Linked DNA regions of Mus musculus: region 2 is linked to region 1. The links are chromatin contacts, called in public Hi-C maps. All regions are on one chromosome and are shown on one strand. Each heading gives the region's core, a stretch centred on a gene start, on an enhancer-like site or on the middle of the called end of the contact. The rest is flanking DNA. Distances are from core to core; before and after follow the strand shown. Region 1 overlaps Akap12 (A kinase (PRKA) anchor protein (gravin) 12). Region 2 has its middle 12 kb from the start of Ccdc170.

Evidence for each region. A called contact is a pair of places that touch in the nucleus more often than the background predicts.
Region 2: a contact with region 1 is called in a Hi-C map of regulatory T cells, with 5 times the contacts expected there. The contact joins two enhancer-like sites. A contact is called at or near these places in 35 of 484 Hi-C or Micro-C datasets (2-cell-like embryonic stem cells, the 3T3-L1 cell line, B cells and 17 more), 1 of 115 datasets of contacts at active chromatin or transcription factors (regulatory T cells) and 3 of 9 other capture datasets (adipose tissue, embryonic stem cells and pancreatic islet).

Annotation. Positions count from the first base shown.
Region 1 is chr10:4,352,962-4,358,590 of GRCm38.p6, reverse strand. Akap12 (A kinase (PRKA) anchor protein (gravin) 12) reads right to left here. Exons shown (of 4, transcript NM_031185.3): 3 at 652-5,449; 4 at 1-113. The coding sequence ends at 660. Among named protein-coding and RNA genes, the nearest start is that of Zbtb2, 32 kb to the left of the region's middle. Within about 2 kb of position 2,435, at least 52 of the 459 cell types and tissues checked have an H3K27ac peak or open chromatin away from gene starts, as enhancers often do. A contact at or near this core is called in regulatory T cells, where this site is marked.
Region 2 is chr10:4,467,470-4,472,603 of GRCm38.p6, reverse strand. No RefSeq gene overlaps it. Among named protein-coding and RNA genes, the nearest start is that of Ccdc170, 12 kb to the left of the region's middle. Within about 2 kb of position 2,418, at least 11 of the 459 cell types and tissues checked have an H3K27ac peak or open chromatin away from gene starts, as enhancers often do. A contact at or near this core is called in regulatory T cells, where this site is marked.

The sequences.
Region 1 (5,629 bases), core at 1,186-3,685:
TTGGACGGCTCTGCTCTCTGCACCTCAAGGGCTCTGAAATTTTGGTCTCAAGGTCCCAACAGCAGCATCTTGTTCCGTGACTTCACTTCACATTCTAGTTTTACAATGAGCAACTGGAGAAAGAAGAGAGAGAAGAGATAAAATTCCCCTTTCTTTCCTCATTGTATGGACAACAGGATAACTGCCCAAGAGCCACAGGAATGGGGAGCTCTGGGTATGGGGAGCTCCAGGCCCTAAATTAAAGTGTTAAAAGTTTTGGCTGAGCTGGGTGTGATGGTGCACACCTTTAATCTCAGTGGGGGAAGGAGAGAGGCGAGGCTAGCCTGGTCTGCATGGTGAGTTCCAGGACAGCCAGGACTACATAGTGAGACCTGGGCTCAAAACAACAACAGCAGCAGCAAAATTAAGCCATTATTTTCATTATATCAGCAAGACTTGGGATTCTGATGAGGTAAAAAAAAAAAAAAACAAACAAAAAAACCAAACCAAACAAAAAATTCAAATATCCACCCTAGATCCAACTGTAGTTGATAATTATTTCCAACTGAAGGTTGGTTCTGTATAAAATCAGTTATCTGTCTGTGTAATTGCATAGATGGGGCAGGGAAACGGGTGGAGGAGGACTAGCCATCCAGAAGGAAGTTTACCTACCTCACGTCTTAGGATTCTGTCAGGTCTCCCTTTGGCTCCTGTAGGTCGTCCTCTTCTGTCTGGGCCTTGTTCATTTCTTCTTTCAGGGCATCTCCTTCCTCGGTTAGCTTTGGTCCGTTGGTGTCTGGGGACTCTTTGGTTAGATTTCCAGAGGCATCCGCCTCTGCCTTGGCTAAGCTTTGGTGCTGGGGGCCGTCAGCAGCATGTTCCTTTTCATCTTTGCACTGAAGAGGCAGCTTCTCAACACTTTCTTTGACACTGGCACTTTCAACTGCAAGCGTGGTGATCATTTCTGAAGCCTTGCTCATGCCTTCAGAACTATCAGAAACCGCAAGTCCTTCCTGGGCTACGGCACTGAGTGTTCCATCTTGGGGGGAGACTTGAAGGTCGCTTTCATCTTTGTCCAGCATCTGTTGTGCTCCCTGGCTGTCAGCCTGCATCACAGGAACCTGATTCTGTAAATCAGAAGCGTGGGTTTCGGGGGCTGTTTCTGTACGTGCAAACTGGTCGACGGCTGTCTGGATGACACTCTGGACAATCTTATTGCTCTTACTCTCAAGTTCCAAGATCTCAGGTTCAGCCCTGAGGATTTTCTCTCTTGCTGCACTCTCCTTGCCGGCAGCATCAGGACCAGCATCTGGCTTGTTATCTTCATCTGATCTCTGTTTCTGGGATGCGCTCACTTCTCTTTGAAGGTCAGAATGTAGGATGCTTTCAGGAGCAGGAGTTACTATTATTGGGATGGACTCTGCCTGAGACTCAGGCCCCTGGGGCACGGTGTCCTCTCCATGCTGAAGAGTCCCGTAGCCACCGGTTTCGGAGAGCTTCTCAGCTGGTAATGATTGCGCACCTGCACACTCCAAACTTTCATCCATCTCTGAAGTTGCCACAGTTTCTTCGACCTTTTTCACAGCTTCGGTTGTTTGAGTGACTGGTGTGTCTGAGCTTTGAACTTGAACCTCTATGCAATCTGCTTTGTCTTGGTCTGGGAGAGAAGGGCTTCCTTCAAGGCTGCCCAGTGCCTTTCCCCTCTCTGAGTGAGGCATGTCAGCTGTCAGGACTGGCTTAGGGTGGGTTCCTTCATGCTCAGGAGCAGCTGTTTCCTGCTCATGTTCTTCACTGGCTTGCTCTGTCTTGGTCTCTGTTTCCTCCTTTTCAACGTCGGTTCCCATCTCTCTTTTCTCCGGGCTAATACTCTGTTCTTCATTACTCTCAGTTTCCTGACATCTGGCCACTTCCATTACTTCACTGTCACGTGTCAAGTCAGCAGTCTTTTGACTGTTGGGTCCAGTGTGCACAGGCACCTCCAGTTCTTTAACACACTGTCCGTCTTTGACTTTTTCTCCATCAAACTGGCCAGCCTCACCCTCTTGACCCACCTCAGCCTTTGCCAGAATAGGCACTGCCCCGGCAGCCAGCGCTTGTGTGGGTTCTAGAACATCCCTTCCTGGTTTTTCCCTGTGTTCTTCCTGGGCTGGAAAACTAGATGGTGTTGAAGGCCCCTCCGTCTGAGCAGCAGCTGCCTCCTCTTCAGTGACCTGTGACTGCTTGACGGCGGCAATGGCATTACTGTCCTGGCTGTCAACGGTCTCGTCTTGCTGTGTCCCGTTTGGAGTGTCTGAATCTGCGAGGGGAGTACTTCCATTTGTCTCACTGTCTGTCAAGGTTTCAGATGACTCAGGGGCCACAGCCTGTTCCATCAGCTGCTGGTGCTTGATAACCTGGCATGTGGTGGCACGGTCTACATCCTCTGTGACTTCAGGAACTTCAAGGCTCTCTGGGGTAGCCTGTACAGTCTCGGAGCCCTGTGCAAGATGCTCAGTTTCAGCTTCCTGCACGGGTCCTTCCGGCACAACATCCTTCTCTTTCTCGGTAGCCAGCACCTCGGAGTCCTCCTCTACCTCCTCCACCTTCTCCAGTGCTTTCGGCCCTGCTCTCTGCAGAGTCTGGGTTGCAGGCACCTGGGAGTCCTCTTTCACTTTGTCTGCAACGGCTTGGAGGACGGCCTGCGTCTGGCGCTCCTGTTCTTCCGTATCTAGCATGCCACCCTCTACCTCCTGAACTGGGGTGGCTTCCTCTGTGGTGTCCGGGGAGTCGGACAGCTGGGAAACTGCAGACACCATGTCTGTGGTCTCTTCTGCCCCTGATGCTTCGGTAAGTTCTTCAGCGCGGAGCGCCTCTGTGGTTTCTGCGGCTGTCACTGCTTCTGAGGTAAAATCCACTTCACTGGTGACTATGTCGTCATGGGCATCTTTGCCCCCTGGTAAAGTCTGGGCGAGTGCAGGAGTTGCTTCTGCAGTGATGTCTTTTTCAGTGACCTCTCCAACAGGCGGTGTGGCCACTCCCTCTGCGTGCTCAAGAGGTTCTGTCATGGAAGCAGATATCCACGAAGGGGACCGCTCTTCGGCACTGGTGACTGCCCTGGTCCCATCAATGACCGCGACACTCACGGTGTGAACCAGAGTCTTACTAAGCTCCTCAGACACATACACAGCCCCCTTCAGCTGGGGCAGCTCCACGTTCTCCTGAGCTCGCTGCGCTTCCAGCTTCTCTCTCTCTACCGCATCGTACTCAGACAGAGGCACAACAGCTGGGACGTCGGGGTCGTCCTCATTGATCTCTCCTGGCCCCGAGTCTTCAACGGCGGCCTGTTCTTGCTTCCCATCTGCCCTTTTCTTCCGCCGTCCAGGAATAAATTTCTTAATGGAAACCCAAGATTCCTCTCTACTTGGTTCGATCTCGGAGGCCAACTGCTCTGCACCGGAGTCTTCGGCTCTCTCTTCCAGTTTTGACTTGGATTTTTTTCGTGGAGTGACTAATCTCTTAAATGACTCCCAGGTGGAGACGCCCTCCCCTTCAGAAGGGCTTCCAGCTGGCTCGGGTGAGGAACTTCCGTGCGCTTGGTCTTGTTCCTGGGTGCTGGCAGGAAGAGCATCTGCTTCTTTGTCTTTGCTAGCCTCCTCCGCTCTGTGGCCATCCCCTCCCAGTGTTCTTGGCCCTCCTTCATCATCTGAAGAGGATGCCTTCCTCGCTCTCTTCTTGGACGATCCGACACAAATCAACGCCTCCCAAGACACTGAAGTATCCACCCTGCGCTTTGGCTCCTCTGACCTTTGCTCCTCGCCAACCGCTCTGACCTCATCCTGCATTCCAGACGCCGTGCTCTCCGTGGAGGACAAGGTGGCACTCTTGACCTTATCCAGCTCTTCTTCCTTGTCGCTCTCAGAAGGTCTTCGGACCCGTTTCTTGGGTGTCACCATCTTTTTGAAGGATGCCCAGGGGGTGATCCCTTCCCTTTTCTTCTCTCCGTCGGAAGTCGCTCCTTCCTCAGCTTCCGCTTCCTGGGGTGCTTCCGATGGCCCCTTCTCCAGACACGCGATCTCCTCGGGCTCTTCAGGGGAAGAGGCAGAGCTCTCTCCCTTCTGCTCGTCAGCACTCTCTGGGGACTCGGTTTGAATGTGTTGGTATTCTCCTGGCTCTTCATCTCCCCCGCCTCCTCCTCTCTTCCCCTTCTGCTTCTTCCCGGAGAGCTTCTTTAAGCCCGAACTGCTGAAGAGCTTCTTCAGGGGACTTCCCTGTACCTTGATTCTCTCCTGAGAGGACAGCATCTCCACCTCACTGACAATGCCTTCGGGGTGTTTGGGTAGCATCTTCTCTTCAGGACTTAGATCTGTCAGCTGAGTATGGTCACCCCCAGAGACGCATACTTCTTTGGTCTTCATCAGCTCCTCCACAGGCTCAGCTTCCTGGGGGACCTCCTGGGTCTCAGCCAGTTTCTCAGGGGGCAAGGATTCTCCCGATCCTTCCACCACCACATCCCCTTCCACCTCTGCTCCTCCTTGCCCTTTCGTCATCTTCTCCACGGTGCTCACGTGGACCTCTGCAACAACTTCTTGGTGGGCTTCCGTCTTCTCATCAAACACTTCCGTTGCCAAAGGAGCACACTTCTCCGACAATGCCTCCAGGTCACCGACCTGGTCTTCCAAAGGCAACTCCACCTTCTCATAGTCGGCTGACAACCTGGCCTGGTCTGTGCCTTCTGCAGGCTCCTGCTCCTCGGCTGGGGCTGGCTCTGTCTTTTCCCCTTCTTCCTCGTCTACTTTTTCAGCCTCTTGCTCCTTTCTCTTCTCGGAAGTTTCCAGATCATCTTCCTTTGGTTTCTTGAAGCTGGTCTTCTTGCGCCAGCCGGCCCAGCCGTGAGTGAAGAATTTCTTGAAGGAAGATGTTGTCTCATTGCTGACAGGGCTGGTCGGAGATTCTAGGGGCTTGGTAGGTTCTTTCTCTCGGTTTTCTTCTCCATCTTTGGCTGCTTCTTCCTCGGTCCCTTGACCAGATTCGGCTTGAAGGGGAATTTCTGTGCTGCTCTGTGCTTGCTTCAGGGTGCCTTCTTGCTTCTCTGTGGATTGCTTCAGCTCACTTTCTTTGGATGCTGATTCGCCGACGGTCTCCACTCCGGGCTCTTGGTGGTCTCCTGCTCCGACGGAGGCTTCTGCCCCTTCGCCTTCATCCTTCTTGACAGTGAGTAGCTGGACGGTATCTGACTTTTCGTTTTTATCCTTCTTCACCGTGAATTTAAAACCAACAAATTTAAATACCTTCTTGAAGCCGACGTCATTAGCTTGGGACTCAGCAGCCTGCGCCATTTCTTCCACATTGCTCTCTGAAGCAGGGATCTGTTCGATTATTTCCGGTGTTTCCTCCTGCTCGTCCTTTGTGATATCTTCAACAACTGTGGAACTGGCTGCCATTTCTTTAGCTCGGTCTTTTTCTTTCACATCTTCTGACTCTCTCTGTCCAACTATTAACAAGGGAAATGGAGAAGAAGGGAAAATTACTTTGTTCAACAAGCGTAACACTCTCCTTAGTAGTACAGCGTAGTAGATTGTGGAAGTATTTGTAAATGTTTCATAGATTGGACCATGGCTACTCCTTTCCAAGGAGCAACTAAAACCTCTTCAAAGGCGCTACACGCTTGGCT
Region 2 (5,134 bases), core at 1,169-3,668, 110 kb before region 1:
ACATTATGACTGGGAGGGTGGCTTCCGTATGTAGGGTCAGAGAACAACTCTCTGAAGCCTGCTCTCTTCCTCCACTTTTATTTGAGTTCACAGTACCAAACCTGGGTCACCACACTTGCGTAGAACATCCTTACCCACTGAGCCATCCCCTGCACCCAGAATTCCTCTTGCCAGCAAACGCTGGAGTTCTCAAAGGAAAGAAGGTTAATGGCTCCTTAAAGCATGAAGATAGTTGACTAAACATTAGGGTAAAATCAAGTTTCAAAAGCAAGCGTGATTTCTAAATTAAGCAGAAGCCCCAACTATTTCTGGACCTTTCAAATGTCTTTATCATTTCGGAAAATCTCACAGCTCTGAGGGGAGTTGAGAGGAGTGTGGGATATTCCTGACCCCATTTTAGACATGTTCTGGATTTCTTTTAAAATTATGCCAACTTTCAAGCAAAAAAGAGTTCTTGCTTTTTAAAATCAAGAGGGAAACGTTTCTCACTCACACTGCTTTCTCTCCTAGCTTCTTGTGCTGATCCTAAGATTCCTGCCAAGGGTTTCAAAGCAGCATCCTGAACCCTTTTGATATTTTTCCTAATTCATATGAGGCCAGATTTCATAAGCAATTGTGGGTTAGCCATATGCCTGTATCTATAAAGTGACTCTCCCTTATCCTCCCAGAATATCCAAGTAACATAATGGTCTAAATTTTTGTAAGAGATCCTTATCTTCTGACGATTCATAGCCTGATCTCAATTAAATCTATTTATAAATTTGCATTACTAGTCATGAAGTGACTTTGTCAATAAAACTCTTATAAAAGAGAAAGAGAAGGAAGCACTGTGCAGGAAGCTTGGTAGTCAAATAATCATTTTAAAAATAAGCTAGCCCTTGAGCCTTCCCAGGGTTTCTTGACATAGCTCTGCAAGTCTCCTCCTAGATACAAAGCAATGAATTCAGAGCACCAACTTCTTTAATTTCATTTGATAAATGAGCCTGCTCAATACACACATTGATCAGAAAGCCAATGAGTTAAAAAGAGCACAGCGAGGTAGTTAATATTACTATCCTCTTGAATTCAGATTATTGAAATAGTGAGATATAAAAAGCAAAAACACCTAATCCCTTTTTGCACGGTTGCTAAAAGAATGATAAAGCATCCTTCAAAGTAATTTATTTAAAAATATGATCAAGGAGGGTTTTATTTTGTTTTTGTTTTCAGAAACAGAGTTTCCCTGCCCCCTGGCTATCCTTGAACTCTCTTCGTAGACCAGGCTGGCCCCGAACTCAAAAGATCTGCTTGCCTCTGCTTTCCAATTAAAGATGTGCAGAGTGCACCTCCACTCTTGTTTATTTTTAAACAAAGCTTAAAAAAAAAAAAAAGGAGTGCAGAATAGCCCAGCTCAAAGAACCCAAACCTAGTTTCTCGAACAGGGAAGGTGAACTTTGAGAAATGGGAGCTAACATTTTATAATTCTGTGAGAGGCGGAGAGTGAACTGAGGCAAACCCAGCACAAATGAGGGTGGTAAGAAATCTCACATTGCACATTGCACATTGGAATGGCCAGGTCAAGAGGCAAGCCAGTCAATCTGGAATTTCTCAAACTTTCCAAGGTGTTTTCAGAAGTCTGGAAAATTGTTCCCTCTGGTGAATTCAGTTTCCAGCATAATCTCTGTGTGGCAATTTAGCCCTGTTGGTAAAACCACTGACATGAAAGAGATTTTTGCTCCTTTTGCTCATTCTGCGGCCATTTTGATAGTTATGCTATCAGTAATAGTTTGATGACAGGCTAGAAAATGACTTCCCAGGGAAGCAGATATTATACCCTGTCAAAGACAGACAAGAACTTCCCTCCCTTAAACGATGGGGCCTCAGGACAACCAATTGGACCGCCCATGAGCACCCAGGTCTCCATCCGACTCAGCGCTTATTCACCTAAGTTCCCACTCTCAGTCTCAACCACGGAAAGCAAGGCAAAAACATAAATCAGGCCCCAGATTTATAGATTCATCTTTTTCTACCATAGCCAGAATGTGGCTGGTTTGCTGTTCACAAAAGGTAGTTAGGTGTGAACTTGAAAATCTGACCTTAGGGATGTGGCTAAAGTGAAATACTATTATGTGACTACTGAGCTCAGCCCAGAAAAACGACCCCTGTGGCTGTGGCTGTGGCTGTGGCTGTGGCTGTGGCTGTGGCTGTGGCTGGTTGATCATCCTAGTCCTCTTCATAGCTTTGGATCCCTCCAGAGCCTTCATCTTGCCTTCACCGATCTGGATGCTTCCAAGCACATAACCCAGATGAGCAGACTTCGTACGAATAATTCCTAATCTATCAACTTTATAAGACGTATAAACTAAATCTTATCATTGGCAAGTTATGTAACGTAGTGCCTTTAGAATGGGTTTCAAACATCCTGTTACCAGAAATGTTTTTAGAGTCTCAGTGGGGTTGCTTCGTGTTACCAGGGAAATTGAGGTTTCCTTTGAGGGCTCTTAGACTCATTACAAATAAAATGAAATAAAATAAAGAACAGACTCAGAAGAAAGCTCAAGGAAATTTTTATTACAGTTTAAAAAAAGAAAAAAAACAAACAAACAAAAACAAAAACGGGGCATGCAAGCTATAAATCTTAGCAACTACCCCAAGAAGGAAGATGGGAAGATGGAAAAGAAGAAAAGAGAGAGTCATACTGTTTGTGTTAAGCTGGCATGTACAGCCATGGAAGTAAAGCCACACAGCTAAAATGTGGAAGAATGGTGCTCAGAGTGTTCACTATATAAGACATGCTTAGAAAAGACACAGGGGAGCTGGAGAGATGGTAGCTCAGCGGTTAAGAGCACCAACTCTTCTTCCAGAGGTCCTGAGTTTAATTCCTAGCCACCACATGGTGACTCACAACCATCTATAATGGGATCCAAGGCCCTCTTCTGGTGTGTCTGAAGGCAGTGATCATGTACTCACATAAAATAAGTAAATCTTCAAAAAAAAAAAAAAGACAGAGGAAAAGGGGAAGTTACACTTTTCTGACTCATTGAGAAAAGCAGGCTGACTTAGAAAGGCTTCAGAAGGGATCACACAAGAGCCAGGAATTCTGGGCAAAACAAGTACATTATCTCTTTAAAGAGCTACACTGCTCCTCTCTTTAACATAATAGACAAACCCGCCTTCATAGGCGTGGTCTCTTGGCCAGGATGCTGACCTGCCCACCTGGATTAATTCTTAAGGAAGGAGATAATGACAAGGGCAACAGCTGCCCTTACCAGACTTTCAAAACCTTTAACCCAGAAGGGTGTGTGTGTGTGTGTGTGTGTGTGTGTGTGTGTGTGTGTGTGCGCGCGCGTGTGTGTGTGTGTAGGTCTTGGAGGGTGTGCTCCATGGATAACAGGGACTGCGGTAAATGAAACAATGTTTAATTTTCTTGGAGGAACGTTATGTACTTTCTATGACAGGAGATTACCATGAATTCACTCTCATTGCTAAAAGCTAAACTGAAACATTTCAATGAGTATAATTAAAATTCTAAGTATAGTTACACTCATAAACTACTGCATTGCCCTCTCCCCAGCTTGCTACCAGGCCACAGTAGATTCTGTCTATTGGGGGAGTCTAAGACCTGTTGAGTTTGGTTTTGTAACACCGTTCTCACTTTGCAACACTATCCATACAGAATTTTATAGGGACACAAACTTCCAAAGCTCACTACGTTGCTGCCTTGGTTGAAGCAGGACTTGGGGATGTGGCCTTGTGCTGCTTCTAGCTCCTAGACATTTAAAGGAAATCCCAGGAGCCCTTGGGAGCAGGGTTTAAAGGTCACCGTTATATCAATCAATAATTAGGCAGAGTCAAGCTCTGCACACTTAGTTTCCTTAGAATAGCCCTACTATCTACCAGTTTGTATTGTGGAATTTATTTACATTTTCTACCTGGATAACTTCTTATGCAACAAATTCCATTTTTCCTTAAAATGTATGTGTGTGTGTGTGTGTGTATCCTTGCTCTATTTTTTCCTACCACTGCCCAGTTCAGGCCAAGGTTGCATTACTGCCTTTGCCTCAGTACCCCCTTCACCCTACTTCCAATTCATCTTCTATACATTCTCTAAGAAATTGTTCTCTGGCCAGGCAGCCTTAATGGTCTTCACCAAACATAGTCCTAACCCTCTTAGGCCTTTCCACAAAGCCATGCCATAGCTACACCTTACACTGCAAGCAAACTCCAAAGGCCTTTCAGTAGTACCCAAGGCCTCCCAGGGCCTGATGACGTGCCCACTGGCGCCCCAGCTTGGACTCTCAGTCTAACCTCCTGAAACATGGAGACCACTTCCCCAGGCCTGGTCACGTCTGCTCCCACATGGCGATGCAGCTCGCTTGTTTACTTCTTTCTAATCTTTGGTCCAATTCGATTTACTCCAGTGTTCCTGTGGTAGTTTGAATATGCTTGGCCCATGGGAAGTGGCACTATTAGTGGTCTTGTTAGAGGAAGTGTGTCACTATGAAGTCTGGGCTTTGAAGTCATACACACACACACACACACACACACACACACACACACACACACACGAGCGTGCTCTCAAGTCTGACCAGTAGTCTGACCAGTATGAGACAATCCTCTTCTGCTGCCTGCAGATCAAAATATAGAACTCTCAGTTCCTCCAGCACCATGTCTGCCTAACCCTGACGCCATGCTTCCCACCATGATGATAATGGACTGAACCTCTGTAAGCCAGCCCCAGTTAAATATCTTCCCTTGTAAGAGTCGCCTTGGTCATGGTCGGGCATCACAGCAGCAAGACTCTAAGACACTCAGTCCCTGACCTCTCTGTTTAAGCCCCTTTTCTGTCTGTCCCAAAGCACCTCCCTCCTGGCATTTAGACCTGGGAAGATTTGCACACTTGCTTCCCATCAGGGTCCTTGAAGACGATTTACTTCCCCCCAGTGCTAGAGACCGAACCCAGGGTCTTGCACATGCACCTTTCCGACTGACCTATACCTCCAGCTCAAGGGACGGGGCTTAGGGCCCATTTCTATACTTTCCATCCACTAGACCAGATGCTAGCATCTATCTGATGCTCAACAAACAGCAGCAAAAAGAATAAATCAATGGATTTCCCAGAGCGGTTACAGCACCTGCACCCAATTCCTTCTCT